Regions from separate parts of the Ovis aries genome. Here region 1 is linked to region 2. Evidence: chromatin contacts called from public Hi-C data. All regions are on one chromosome and are shown on one strand. The core of a region is the stretch at or near the end of the contact, and the rest is flanking DNA. Distances in the headings are between cores, read along the strand shown.

Evidence for each region. A called contact is a pair of places that touch in the nucleus more often than the background predicts.
Region 1: a contact with region 2 is called in a Hi-C map of liver, with 2.1 times the contacts expected there. The contact joins the promoter of BRPF3 here to the promoter of SLC26A8 in region 2. A contact is called at or near these places in 5 of 16 Hi-C or Micro-C datasets (blood, hypothalamus, liver and 2 more).

The regions. Positions count from the first base shown.
Region 1 is chr20:10,225,613-10,232,896 of ARS-UI_Ramb_v3.0, reverse strand. BRPF3 (bromodomain and PHD finger containing 3) reads right to left here and starts at 3,448. Exons shown (of 13, transcript XM_060403129.1): 1 at 3,214-3,448. It overlaps LOC114109624 (a long non-coding RNA gene), which reads left to right and starts at 3,770. Exons shown (of 4, transcript XR_006057278.2): 1 at 3,770-4,147.
Region 2 is chr20:10,092,378-10,099,866 of ARS-UI_Ramb_v3.0, reverse strand. It overlaps SLC26A8 (solute carrier family 26 member 8), which reads left to right and starts at 5,617. Exons shown (of 20, transcript XM_060403123.1): 1 at 5,617-5,947. It overlaps MAPK14 (mitogen-activated protein kinase 14), which reads right to left and starts at 5,052. Exons shown (of 12, transcript NM_001142894.1): 1 at 4,935-5,052. The coding sequence starts at 5,050.

The sequences.
Region 1 (7,284 bases), core at 2,199-4,698, 140 kb before region 2:
CTGGATGGTTAGGCACGCATGCACTCATTCACCTTTCCTTCTGATCAGGTGGCCACTGGTAAACTGGCTATTTCCTCAGCCTGAGCACCCTACCCTTCAGGCATCATTTATAATGGCTTGCTCCTTCACCTCTTCCAAGCCTTTCCATAAACAGTGCTTCTCAGTCAGTCCCTCTCTGACCATTCTACCCAAAACTGCAAATCTCTTTCCCTCATCAGTCATCTTTCATCCTGCTTTGTTTTTCACTGTTACTTACACTCACCAATTTTTGCTGTGCTATTTAATTTACTTATTTGCCATGTATATTTTCTTCCTTCCACTAGAATGTGGGCTTTCCAGGTGGAACTGGTGGTAAAGAACCTGCCTGTCAATGCAGGAGATGTAAGATAGAAGAGATGCAGGTTCAATCCTTGGGCTGGGATCCCCTAAAGGACATGGCAACCCACTCCAGTATTCTTGGCTGGAGAATCCTGTGGACAGAGGAGCCTGACAGGGTACAGCCCATTGGGTCGCAAAGAGCCAGACACAACTGAAGTGACTTAGCACAGTACAGCACTAGAATGTAAGGTCCATGAGGAGAAGGATTTTTGCTTGTCTTGTTTCCTGTTGTATCTCCAACAAGTGTTAGCTGAATGAAACGAGAAGCCAAACATACGTTATCCCTACCCTTGAGGAGCTCTGTCTGACTGAAGGGACAAAAAAGTACAGATCACTACAGGGAAACATGGGGAGAGAGCTAACGTTCTAATAATGTACATAAGGCTGTGGGACAGCTAACTATGAAAAACGGGGGTGGTGGTTAAGGCTTAGGAAAGGAGTAAACAAGAATAGCATCCATTTATAAGCTCTACACATGAACAGTGTAGAGCCATGAACAGTGGCCCCCATGGGGGATCAAAAATCATAGGTCTAGAGCCCTTTCCCAATCGATCTTACCATGATCAGAAACCCTATCCCCTGATCACACTCAGGGGTGAACGGGGTGAAGGTACCTGAAATGTCTACCACATGTGGTCTAAGCACTTCAAACTACAATGTGCAGGGTATTCTCTGCAAAAGACAGCATTCATGATGCATTGGTTAGAACATCTCCAAGCAGAAACCCCAGAAGCTCTGGGAGTGGCCTCAAGTGGCCTATATGGGACTCTCACTGGACCCAAGGCCAAGATAATGAAGGTAATATCTGACATAAACTCTCAATGTATCTGTTACTTCAAAGTCCCTCTCTCCCAAAATACATCGTCTACCCCTGTGCAACAAGGAGAAAGCTCTAAATTTTTCTCACATTGTTTTCTGGGATGGAGAGAATTATGACAAGCTCAGAAGGAGCTGTGGTTGCAATTACTGAGGCTATCAGTGCTAGAAAAGACCTTTGAGGATATGATGCCCTGAGGTATAAGCAGAGACTTGGAAGGCTATGAACAAGGAGATGATTTTAAGGAGACAAAACAGAATCTGCCCCTTTGGTTGCAAGATCTACCATCTTTATAAAGTGTAGATGGTGATGATAATGTAACACACTTTTCTATAAAGCCCTTTTGCTTTTAATACTGTTCACAACTGTTTTGGAAGGTAGAATAGATATCCTCATCCCCAATTTACAGATGAAGAAACAGAAGCTCAGAAAGGTATTATTCCACACAATGCTAGTTAACGATAAAGCTACAATTCAAACCCAGATCTTTTGATCTGCTCAATTCATCTCACTAGGATGTAAATACACCACAGAGATGTCATGGTCTGGTACAAAAAGAGGCTCTGAGGCAGTGCAGATTGTAATCTTGGCCCAGTGTGACCCCCAAGAAAGTCACTGAATCGTTCTGTGCCCCCCTACTTCATCAGCAAAATGAAATTAATCTCTCAAGGGTTGCTACTTGTTAATAAAGTACCCTTACCATTCTTGCTCAAAATGCCTTTCAATCCCAAAGTGTGACTGAAACAAAAACAAACAAAAAACAACTTTACTGAGGCACAGTGCCAGGCAAGCACAAAACGTATTTGGAACCAAAGGAAAGAGAATCATCACAGCAATTCTGTGCAGGTTCCAGAGACCCTTGGCCACTCCATGCCTGACAAACGCCAACTCCCTGGGGGGCAGCCCACGCTAACAGACCTGCTTTATTACCCTCCCCCCTCCTTCAATGGCGTGGAGACCCCTCCAGAGTAAAAATCTACCTCAGTACTAACTCAAAATGGCCCAGAGAGCAGATGAAGCCCCTCCTTTGTCAAAGTCATGGTATATTGCCCCTCCCTACCCGCTATCTGCTACCTCCTGGGCAGCTCGTAGCTCGGGTCTCTCTCAGCCGGGCGGCAATATCTACAGAGACTTCTGCTGTCCTACCCAAGACGCTGGGGGGCAAACTCCAGAGGGGGAAGGGCTGCTGCTGAGGAAAAGAAGTTTCGCCCGCAAGGAGCTTACAGTCTAGTTTTTTGGCGGGAGTTTCTCATCCCACACAGCCCTTCCCACATATAGAGCTTCAAATACCTCCCAACACCCTCAGGGGTCTACCTGGCACCCCCTGAGCCCCGCCTCGCCCACTCCACACAGGTCCTCGAAGAACGAGCTTCTGCAACTAGACTGTTGCCCCTGCACCCCACACGAAATACTCATGAGACAAGAGAGAACCCCAGCCAAAGCTCCCTGCCCCTTTAAAGGGGCACCTCTTCCAGAAGAATCTTAATCCTTCAGCGGAGAAAGGAGGGAAATAACATCTCCTCACCAAAGGGGAGGGGGCGAGCGCGCCAGAGACAGACTGACGCGGAGTCCGACCCTCAGACAGAGAAAGCTAGCGCCTGCGAATGAGCGGGGCACACAGGCGAGAGCCCATTGGCCACCTCACCTACCCGTCAAGAGGAACTGGGGGGCCAAGGGACGTTCAGGGGGTGGAAATCTCCTCCGGTCTGACCAATTGGAGAGTGTGGAGGGGGCGGGGCTCGGTGGCTTGGCTTCCAGGACCGGGGGGAAAACAAGATGGCGGCTGCGGGAGGGGGTCCTCGCTTTTCAGCTCCCCCCCTCACTCGCCTTCTCCTTCCCCGCCGCCACCCTGGCTCCAGGAGAGAGCTTTCGCGCGGCCTTCGTCCCTGTCGGGAAGCCCCTCGCTTCCCTCCCCCACCCCGCTCAGTCCCTGATCTCCATAGGCCCTGCTGCCCTCGCCCCCGCTCCGTCTGGCCCCGCTGCCGCCCCCATTACCTCAGCCGCCGGCCCGGCCCTACCGTTCGGGACCCCTGGGCGCGGGCGGGCCAGCCGTCTAGCAGGTTGGCGCGGCCCGGGGAGCGGAGCGCGGCCTCCTCCCGCGCTGGCTTCCGCGGCCACCGCCGTGCCCCCTCCCGGCCCGCGCTGGGGCCCCGGCCCGGCCGCCGCCGCCGCCGCTCCCGGGGGAGGAGGGGGAATGGAGCCGCCGCCGCCGCCGCTGCCGCCACGGAGCCCGGCCGAGGGGAGGGAGGGATCAGCCCCCAGGCAGGATCCGCCCCTCCGGCCTCCCCCCCTCCCCCCGCCACCTCCACCCCTTCCCTCGCTCCCTCTATGGCTCCGCGGGCTCTCCCGCTGAACGGGATCGAGAGCGCGAGAGGGAAAACAGGGGAGAGAAAAAAAAAAAAAAATCCCCCCGCCCGTACCCGGCGCGGCGGCGGCGGCCGGGGCGGTGCGGAGCGGAGCGCGGAGCCGCTGCCGCCACAGGGCACGGTCCCCTGCTCGGCCTCACGGTGGCGGTGCGGACGCGGCAGGGGCGCGGAGCAAAGGCGGGATCTGCGCTCGCCGCAGCCCGGGTTCACCCCGGCCCGGCTCGCCTCCTTCGGGGCGAGCCCGACCAGAGAGCTGGAGGACGTTCGGATCCAGCTGGGGAAGACACAAGTCCCTAACTCCTCTTAGAGTGGTTGGTCATCCCCTCTCCCCAGCCCTGCGGGGGAGGAGGCTAAGGTTTGGAGCGACAGCCCCTCTCCCCGAGCTAGAGGGTCTCTAAGCCAAGAGCAGTCATTGAAGACAAAATCGGTCTGCAGTTTTTCTGTGGTGCAGGTGCCTGCACTACTTGTAGAAGTCGTCCCCACCCCACCCCCGTGTTCCAGTTCAGAGGACAAAGGTCTATCGATGTCCATACCTTCCCCCAGTGAGGACAACCGGGGAAGACCTGCCTGCCCCTCTTGTGTACAGGTGAGCGTCTTATTCCCCACCAGACATCCTTTATAAGAATCAGACCTGACTTTTCTTCCTCTCCCTTCTGGGTTTTTAAAAGCGTAAACATAGAAGTTTGACAGTCTTACTTAGGGACGTCTGGTAACTCATTTGTCACCATAGACACGGGAAACACTCTCCTTATACCTGTTGGCTAGGAGTCGGTTAATTTAATGCAAAAGCGGTTTCCTAATAGATGTTCAGACTCTCAGGTTTCAAAAATCAGCCCGGCTTTTGCTTTCGTATATAAATTCAAGAAAAGGGCGCGTTTGCCACCCCTCTTTTCCTATAAATTGGAAAGCTTACCGCATATGACTGAAGTCTTAAGCACCAATATTTAACGATGTTTATAAAGGGTGTATGGATAGACTGCCTTTAAATGTGAAGATGAATGACATGTTTTGAAAGCGATACCTCTGCCCGCGCTGGTGGTGCAGCTTGGTAAGACTCACAGTTTCTTGCTTGGTTCTGATGATCAACAACACAGATTGTAGAGTCAGAGGATGAAGAATAAAGGCTTTAGGACCCAAGTCTTCCAAATGTTTGAACTGAACCAACTGCAACTTTTGAAGTATAGATGTTTATCATTCTAAGGAATTTAAACATTGTATTTTGAATTTGAAAGTTTGATTAAAGACGCTCATTTGTATAACAAAGATGTTTTCCTGATTACATGATAGTACCTTCTGACAAAGTAATAGCAAAAATACTTTCTTAACCTTTAAGCCAAGAAAGGGCAGGGCATTGTTTTGAAAGCTGTGATGGTAAAATAGTATGAATTAATGTCAGGTGTTTTAAGGCTAGGGGGAATAATCATTTGGAGGGGAAATGTGGAAAAAAGATGATTAACTGTAGAAAGGAAAGCCCCAGAGACAAGAGACTATTACAATTACTTTTAGTTAAAGAAGCAAGAACACTGAATTTCATTCCTTGTTCTTTTAAAATGTGAACTATAACCATTTCTACATATAACTAGTAACTTTTATTTCTTGATGGATGTTCTCACATTTTATTTAGTACAATTCTCATTGGTGTGATTGGGAGCTTTTTCCACTAAAGTTAATGAAAAATACTTTGAGGAAAATGTATTTAAATGATTTTAAATGCTGTTGAAAATGCACTGTTAAGCTGTTACATATAATTTCCAGGTTTTTCTATTCGAAGACTTCATAGAAGACCTTATTCAGCCTAAATGTTTCTTTTCTATTTTCAACGTCCACTTTCTTAATGGTAACATTATAGTTGTCCTCACTTATATTTTTGACATTTGAAATTGGTTTCTGTTAGTATAACTGCATATATAACTGGTTCACTATAATGTAATTTTAAATGTAATGTGGGACAATTATGTCATTAAAAACAATTTTGGAACATGTATCAAAAATTCCAGAGGCACTAAATTTAATTCAGTTTAATCTTTAGCTATTTTGAAGTGTTTAAATTCACCAGCCCTTGGCCTTTCCATTAAACCATACAGCAGTTAAGTTCAACAGACAGAGGCACAGACCTTTGATTCCCAATAGCAGTTTTTAATATCCTCCATTTTTTAAGTAGAGACTAACTTAATTTTGAGTAGGAGATTGTTTTACCACTTACACCCAAAAAGGGAACCATGAATACAAAAAGTGTCCCCTTAATTTTTTCTTCCAGCATCTCAGGATATCTTTGTCAACAATTTACTATTATCATTAGTTTACTGAGGCAAGAAACCTCTGATGGGTCAGATACAATACCTACTGGATTAATGAAATATATGTGAATAAAAGAGAATAGACTTTGATTGTTAAATTATTTTTAATAGAATATTCTTTCTTTAGACCTTGGCCAAAAAATTCTAAAGCCTAAGTGGGAAGAATATGGGAGGTTGGAATCATTGTGATAGTTTTATGCTGTGATGAAAATGCTTTCTAAGAATATGTTCTTAGAAAAAGGAAAAAAAAATAGCTGTGCTAACAACAAGCTTTAAACTGAATACCACACTCTCTAAATTTAATTCCATTCACTTATTCCTATAACAGACATTTACTGGACACCTCCTCTGGGTCCAACACTGTAAAAGTTGCTTTGGAAACTAATGACAAAATTTCAACCTATAAAGGGCATAGTGATCATATGTAAACATAGAGTCTGTGTGGGTTTTTTTTTTTTCCCTTAAGTAGTATGCAATCAAGATGGTAGCTAGAAATAATTAGAAAATATATGCAGGAGAAATTAAATAAAGCAGTGAACAGTGTAGGGTTACTACTATTCAAATGAAGGATAGGAGACTTCTTTTAGCCTGGTTCTAAATAGTGATGGATGTGACTTGGAGAAAAGAATATAGAATGACATTATTAGACTGGTGCCTGGGCAGCCCAGGCAAAGGGACAATATGCAGGAAATAAGGAAATTATCCTCGCTGGTCTGTATGGGGAAGATGTTAAAAGAGAAAAAGTTGAATTAGATATGAGATATGGCAAGGGTGTAGGGATAATAAAAATAATAGCTAACACTTACTTGCAAGATACTGTGCTTAGTGCTTTACACACATATTATTTAATATCTTGGTTGAACTTAGAAAACAAACTAGTTTAATTAATAAAGGAAATCTGTTGATTCTCATAACCAGAAAATCCAGGGGGGCATCTGGTTTTAGGTAAGGTCAAGTCAAGAAATTCAGATTATGTCATTGGGACACAGTCTCTTGCAGTCTCTCAGCTAGCCTGAACTAATAGCTGTGGCCGAAAGGACATGATATTCTGATGAGACTGTGGTCATTGTTCACTACCAGAACCAGAGGACGTAGGCACAAGATAATTCTCCAAAGAGATAGTGGCCACTTTTAGAAAATAGGTCCAATATGCTTGCTGTATCTCATTTGTCTGTAACTCTATGAAATTATTATCATGGTCCCCATTCCACACAAAATAAACTAGAGCCGGCAAAGTATTAGGTAAACTAGGAGGAATTTACTCTAGGTAATTGGGTGGTATGAAAATAAAAGGATACTAACCAGAGTGGTGGAAGAGATGGTAGAAAAAGAGGAGGGAAAGGAAGGGTCAAATCAGAAGACAAATCAACAGTTTTTTTGAATGATTGGACATAGGAACAAAGGAGAAGATGAAAGACAAATCTAA
Region 2 (7,489 bases), core at 4,368-6,867:
TTTTTGAGCTCTACAGTAATTATACCTCTAGGATAGGAAAAAATCAATACCAAATTTCACAGGAAAGAGCAAAAATCCAAGATATTTTCAAAGGCCTAGAGAAGCGGTTATTTCTATTTATATCCTATACTTACATAACAGAAACATGTACAGATAGTCTCAACTTTCCAAAATGTGCACAGAAGAATTTCAAACCAAAGGGATTCATAAATTCAGGAATTAATTATTTGCACTGACAGTTCTTTGGGAACTGGTCTATCAATTCTGAGGCAGAGATGTGACTTTAATCAGTCATTACCTCAGGTTAGCCAGGCTTACACTGGTGGGATTGGTTAGTCATAGCTCTACTATTTCAAACGATCCAGCAACCCCTTTCTTCTCAAAAGGAGGGTGGGGAGAGGCAAACAGCACCAGAGAAGGTGCCACCAAGACAATCTTAGCAGCCTAAAGCATAGGAAAGGAGAATTCTGAAGTACTAAAATCACAGAACCAAATCCAAAGTAGTACTGTATACCAGACCTCATCTATAAACCTAGGTTAATACTAGCCTTCACAGAGCTAGTGAAAACTGAATAATGCTTTGAATGCAAATATATTATAAAGTATAAAATCCCATAAGAATGCTTGTTAATACTAAAGTGAGATATTAATAGATCTTTGAGGCTAAAGCAGAGGGAAATCAAAGGCAGAGTAGTCCTCAGTAGCAAGGAATTAAACTGGCAGAACTGAAACTCGAGAGGTTCAGGATACCCTTATTTTCAAATGGGAGCCTGTGGAAAATGGGAATCTGACAAACAATGACTTTATAGCCAACTTAAACGAACTCTTTCTTAAAAGTCTTCACATATCAATAATACAAATATTTTGCCATTGTGTTTAAATATTTATTGGTTGGTACTGGTAACATGCAGCCAATCACCTTGCTTTTGCTTACAAAGAAGAGCAAATGCAAAGAAAGATCAGCAAGGGCTTACTATCACCACTAGAAAAATAAAAGACTACCCCTCTCACTCCAGTACTCTTGCCTGGAAAATTTCATGGATGGAGGAGCCTGGTAGGCTACAGTCCATGGGATCGCTAAGAGTCGGACACAGCTGAGTGACTTCACTTTTTCTTTCTTTCTATAGTTCCTTTTGGAGAAGGAAATGGCAACCCACTCCAGTGTTCTTACCTGGAGAATCCTATGGACGGAGGGGCCTGATGGGCTACAGTTTATGGGGTTGCAAAGAGTCAGACACGACTAAGCAACTAGTACACACACATATACCCCTTTCACTGATTAAGAGTCAGGAAAGTCACCTCTGCACACTCTATAATGACATTCTTTTATTTATTTGTGCCCTGGCTCTTTTTTTTTTTCCCCAAGATTTAAAATGATGAGTGGCTATTAATACTAAAAAACTTAGCTTCACTTATCTTTACTACATTTATTTTCACAAAGCATTTTGGATGTTGAATTTGACCTCTTAGTAAATTTTGCCATTCTTTTACCAAAGTTTTGGTATATACTTTATATACTGATGATAAATATAAACAGCACAGAACAATGCCCAGAACATAGAAAGCAATCCATAAAATGCAGTTATTATTCACATCACACTATACACCTACCAGGGAATGAACTGTCTTTGTCTTGTTTAACAGTCTAGCTCAAGAAACCTAGCCTGCTATCTGGTCCATGAGTGTGTGAAGTCATTTTAGGCATGTCCGACTCTTTGCAACCCTATGGACTGAGGCCCACCAGGCTCCTCTGTCCATGGGGAGTCTCCAGGCAAGAATACTGGAGTGGTTTACCATTTCTTCCTCCACAGGCTCTTCCCCACCCAGGGATCAAACTTGTGTCTCTTGCACTGGCAGGCGGGTGGGTTCCTTACCACTAGCACCACCTGGGACGCCCCTAAAGATGTGTGCGTGCTAAGCTGCTGGTCCATAGTTGGTGCTCAATAAATATTACTTAATAAGTGATTCAATATGGTTTAAGAATAATTCTGATCTCTTACCTGTTTTATGGTTACCACTGCCGCACCTCCTATAATCAAAGGCAAGAGTCTGGAAAACGCATACACCAGAGGAAGGGCATTTAAGTTCCTGTTTATATTTCCTTAAACTCACCACAAAGATCCTCCCCCGCCCCTTTCGTCCCTAAACCACAAAATCAATGCTTTGCAACACCGTACTCTTGAACAATTTTGCTTCATTTCCCCTCACTGACAGCGCACCAAGTTCCTTAAAGCTGCAAGCTTTAGTTTAGTTCCCTTTACCCCTTAAGAAGGAAAGGTATGTTTGTAAAACTCTAATACTCAAAGTTCTATTTTGATTTCTTGATCTTTCATTCACGATTAGTTATCATACTTGCGTTACTAGATACTTAGTACAAATGAAAACACTGAAAATTGGCTTATTATTTAATTTTTAAAGTTAACACATCAAAGTGTATCACACTTCAGAGCAATCAAATTAGGAAACTGACACATTATTTCAGTGATGTTGCATTCCTTGAAATACTTTCAGAGATTCTTTTTTGGAACAGACTTCAATCCAGTTCTACAAGTCCCACAGGAAATTCTGTGTCATTACTTTACGGTTACAACTCCTATTTGACCTCAAACAGTATCACCAGCCTGGCTGCCTGATCTTTTTCACCAGACTTGAGCCCAAATTCTCTAAATGATTTGGATTCAATCTAACTTCGTTATTTCCTAAAATCAAATCTGCTCTAAAAAAAAAATGAAGAGAGTGAAAAATAACACAGGCTCCAAAGTGGATTCTAAGAGAAGTTTAAAAAACATTTTTTTTTTCTGCCACACCTAAAAGCTGCTGACTGAAAGAACAACTTGAAATAACTACTCTGAATGAGATAACACATGTGAATGTAAATTCTGATATTTTCAATCCAAAATCAACTATACTTGTTTACGGTCAACTGTCACATAATATTGGTTATTTTTCTCCACCAATATGTTATAGGTTACACCTTAAACAACCTTAGCAGAACTGCCTCCACAGAAAGACACACAAGAAACTTAACAGGGGTGGTCTCTTGAGAAAAGAACTAGTCCAGCTGGACAAAGAGAATGGAAACTTTTCACTGTCTTTCTATGCCTTTTACATTTTATACAATGTGAATGTACTACCTACTTTTAAAAACCTGTTTAACAAAATTACTTCCAAGTGTCAGTTTTGATGGCTTCTATAAACCAGAAAAATAAAGCACTAAAAAATGTGGAGTTCATGTTTTATCAGCACTTCACTGGATCTCCAGTGCCAGGGCTGAGTTACTCACATCAACTGTAGGGAAACCTTGCAAGCAGTTCACTAACTCCCCACAGTTGAGCCGTATCACTCCACTAAAGTTTAAACAACAATGATAGGAAACAAAAATTCAGTACCACAAAAATTAATGTGTCAATTCCAGAATGAAAACTGGCCGTAAACAAGTGAGCTATTAAAGCAGCAATGATCCAAACACATCTTCGAAAATTAGCGAATCAACAGCACGCTATAAAAATGGAAAAAAGATGTCAAGCATAGGGCCATCAGCGACATCACTCAAGCAGCCTGAACTAGAAAACGCAATATGATCTGTTGCTGGACACAATTGCACAATCTCAATTACCCAGAAGATTCTACCAAACAGGAAATTCATGCTGGGGCTTTAAGAAACACAGGAATTATATTCAAAGATTACCAAGTCTAAAAGCCTGGAACCTGCCCCGAAACAAAAAACTAATTTTGTAGACCTCTTTGCAAATAATGCATGCACAGGAATTACATGAATTAGCTTCAGGTCAGCTCTCAAATTACACAAAATCTAAAATACAGTGTATAAAACCTTAGAAGTTAGAAAAGTTAGTGAACTGAGTCTGGAAATTTTACAGTAGCGTTTCATTTAAAAGACATTCATAGTGTGAATTAAAGCTGAAAAGTGTCTCTTCCTTCTTTTGCTATATATTCCATATCCCATGAAAACCATTATGTACCTCTCAGGCCTTAAGTGCAGATTAAGTTCTCTGCAAACCCTCTAAAGGACTTTAAAAACACAGTGTTTCACAAGAATTATCACGATTAAAAAATATTTATAATACATCGCAGCATTGTTAAAAACTTTTTGATCTTGAGGGCGTCCAACGGATCTGAACCTCACTTGCTCCAAAGGAGAAAATCGTTTTGTCAAACAATACTTAAATGAGCAGTGGTATGTGACTAATCAGCGAGGCCGCCAGCTTCTCAAGCTGCAGGCACTACCACCACCCCCCACTCTGCGAAAAGGAAATACGCTTTCAACTGAATCGGAAACACACCACTCAAGCTGGCACAGGGCTCACCGAGATAAAGTCGGTATTTTAAGCTCCCTGGATAGCTGCTAATTCAAGTGCGAATTCAAAAAGAACCCTTCTCAAAATGCAATTTCGACAGAGGTTTGCAAAAAAGCCCGAACTCAACGCCCTTCGTCCTCAGTTTTGTTCAGATGACCGCAGTCGAGCTTTGCCCTTCTGCTTCTCCGGGCAGCTTCCCGGGCTTGTCTGCTCCGAGGGCAGGCACATCTCGAGAGAGTCCTTCTGCTCGATGCCAGCAGGGAGAGACCTCCGAAGAGGGACCCCTGTTCCTGCCCCCGTAGCAGCACCGCCCCCCCACCCCCACCCCCACCCCCAAGGGAACGCGCAGGGTGCGAGTCAGGGCCCGGCTCCAACACCATCACCCACCGCCCACAGCGGACCTGCGTCCTACACACAGCTGACCATCTACGTGGGCGTGCAGGGTGGGGGTGCAAGGGGGACAGGGAGTGCAGGACAGGGGTCGAAGAGGGCTGGGATGCCCTCCCCCCAAGGAAAATTCCTGCCGCTGGGTGCATTGCTGAGCCGTGGGGGCAGGCCTGACTCCAGGGCATACGGAGACACCCGGCCCAGCGAGGCCCCCGGCCCGGTGACACTCACCACACAGAGCCATAGGCGCCGGAGCCCACCGGGGACAGGTTCTGGTAACGCTCGGGCACCTCCCAGATGGTCTTGTTCAGCTCCTGCCGGTAGAACGTGGGCCTCTCCTGAGACATCTTCCAGCGGTGGCCGCGGGGCGAGGAGGTGGCCCTTGCAGGGCCCCGCCTGCACCCGCACCCGCTTCCCCTGACCTCGTAGCCCGCCCGGCCGGGCGGGGACCCCTGCGCTGGCCGCCCGCGCAGGTGCGGCTGCGGCGACCCTGAAGAAGCCCGCGCGCGCGCGCGGCCCCTGTCAGCCGCAGCGGCTGGACGCGCCTCACCGACGGCGGGGGAAGCACTGCGAAGGGCCGGGGCACGCTCCGGGGCCCTGGGCTGGCGCCCCGCCCAGCTCTCCCTGCGCTCTCTCCACACCCGGCCGACTCCCGGCTGCGCGGCGGGGTCACAGCTCCAGCTGCAGCGCCCGCGGAGCTTCCAGTGGTCGCCTTTCCCAGAGCCAGCGAACAGGAGCCTCCCGCCGTGCTCTCGCGAGAACAGCTCCCGGACCTCTCCTCGAGCCGAGATTTTACCCAATATGGAACCTGCCCGCGGGAGGGGGGTTGATGAAGGGAGAGCTTGGGAGAAGTAATTCTCGCGAGAAGAGAGCAACAGCTGGCCCCTAGAGGCAGGAACTCCCAGGGATTGCTCTCCTTTAGCGCGCGAAGGCGGACCCGGGAAGGAGCGGAGAAGCAGACGATACAGGCCGCGCGCGCCCCATCGTGGTCGGCGGGGCAAGTGCTTGGCTCCCTGTTGGAAAGAGACAGTGACAAATCAATCGGGTGTCTGGGAAAAGAGCCAAAAGACCTTTAAACGGTGGGTAATCACCAGCAGCTGAGCACCTGCTCGGCGGAAAACCCCCAATTTCCAAGAAGTACTTGCATAAAAAAGAGAAAGATTCCGGCCAGAAAGCCGTTGTAGTCCCATCTGCTCAAGGACATACACTTACTCTTCGGAATGCTGACGAAATCTGTCTCAAAGGTAAATATTAGCCCTGAATTAAGGTTGAGGTTTTTCCACCCAGACACTTCTAGTAGTTCTCAAACTTTTACGTGCAGAAGAAGCACCTTGGGCGCTTAAAAATGAACAGCGAGTTTGATTAGATGGGTCCCAGAGGGACTCCAAGACTGTGCATTTTTACAAAATGCGCCAGGTTCAGAAAAGTTCTTGGTATCTCCCTTGGAGAAACATTTTAAAACCTTTACCCTGAAGGTTTGAAACTGATTCCTACCTTGAAGAGCTTCCAGCAAAGAGGGTTTTAAGAATTGTAATCATGCCTCTCAGAGTAAGAACAGTGCAGATAGTGGTTTTCTGGCAGTATCCTGTTGGGCAAGTCAATTGACCTTTCTTAGACCTTAGTTCCAGTTTATGCAAAAAAGAATTGCTGCCCTGAAATTTCCCACCTGAAAGCTGAACAAGATAATAAATGTGAATGGGCAAGGTATTATAACCCCATACCTTCATGTCACTATTAACTTATTCCTACCCTAAAACTTGTTTCAATAAGCAGAATTGGACCCTATCTTATTCTTGGTCATTTCTTTTAGAACTAACTGGGCTCAAGCCAGGACACTTCCCATCACTATCCATGACTATTCTCTTTTGTGTTATGCATCCCTTGAAGTGCTCAAATTTTGCCTATCTTGTCCCAGCATCTAGCTCAGGGCCTCGAACATAGAAGTTACTCCATAAGTATTTGCTGAGCAAATTATGAACAAGGACATGATCTCAACTAAGGTGGCATTGCAGGATCCTCAGCTGTCAAGGAAAAATAAAATAAAACCCAAAACAAGGGTCGTAGGTGATCTGCGGAAAGCTTTCTTTGGATTCAGTGTGACAGCCTAGATTCTCTTGCCTTAGAAGACATGTTGCTTAAAAATGTTCCAAGCCAAACTGCAGATAGTGAGCTTTCTAAGAAGTATTGGAGGTAGGAGGAAGCAAGAGCAAAAATGCAGCTGTAAAGATATGAGAGGTAAGAGTAGGGGATCAAGGTGAGTGCATGGATAAAAGGGGGAAAACTTGGAAGCTGGAATTCTAAGAAATTCATGTATTTATCCAACAAATTGGGATGATGACATGAGAGTGAGCAAAAGAATAAAGATGAGCAATACACTCACTCACTCAGCAAATATATATTGAATGCCTACTAGGTACCAGGCACTTCTAATGGGAAGTTGGTTGAAAGGCAGATAGCGGCTGCCTACGTGGAGCCTACAGTGAGTAGTGGCACAATCATTCACTTCTTCAACACAGATTTATTGAGCACTTACTAGATCTACCACATTGCTCTGGCACCAATAATACAGCAATTAAAGAAAGACATAAAAATTCCTGCCCTTCTGGGGATGAGACAGATTACAAACGGTATAGGTAGGGACTCCCTGTTGGTCCAGTGGCTCAGACTCCATGCTCCTGGAGCAGAGCCCCTGGGTTGATCCCTGGTCGGGGAACTAAATCCCACTTGCAGCTAGGAAGATGGAAGGTCCACTTACTGCAACTAAATCCTGATGCAGCTAAATAAAG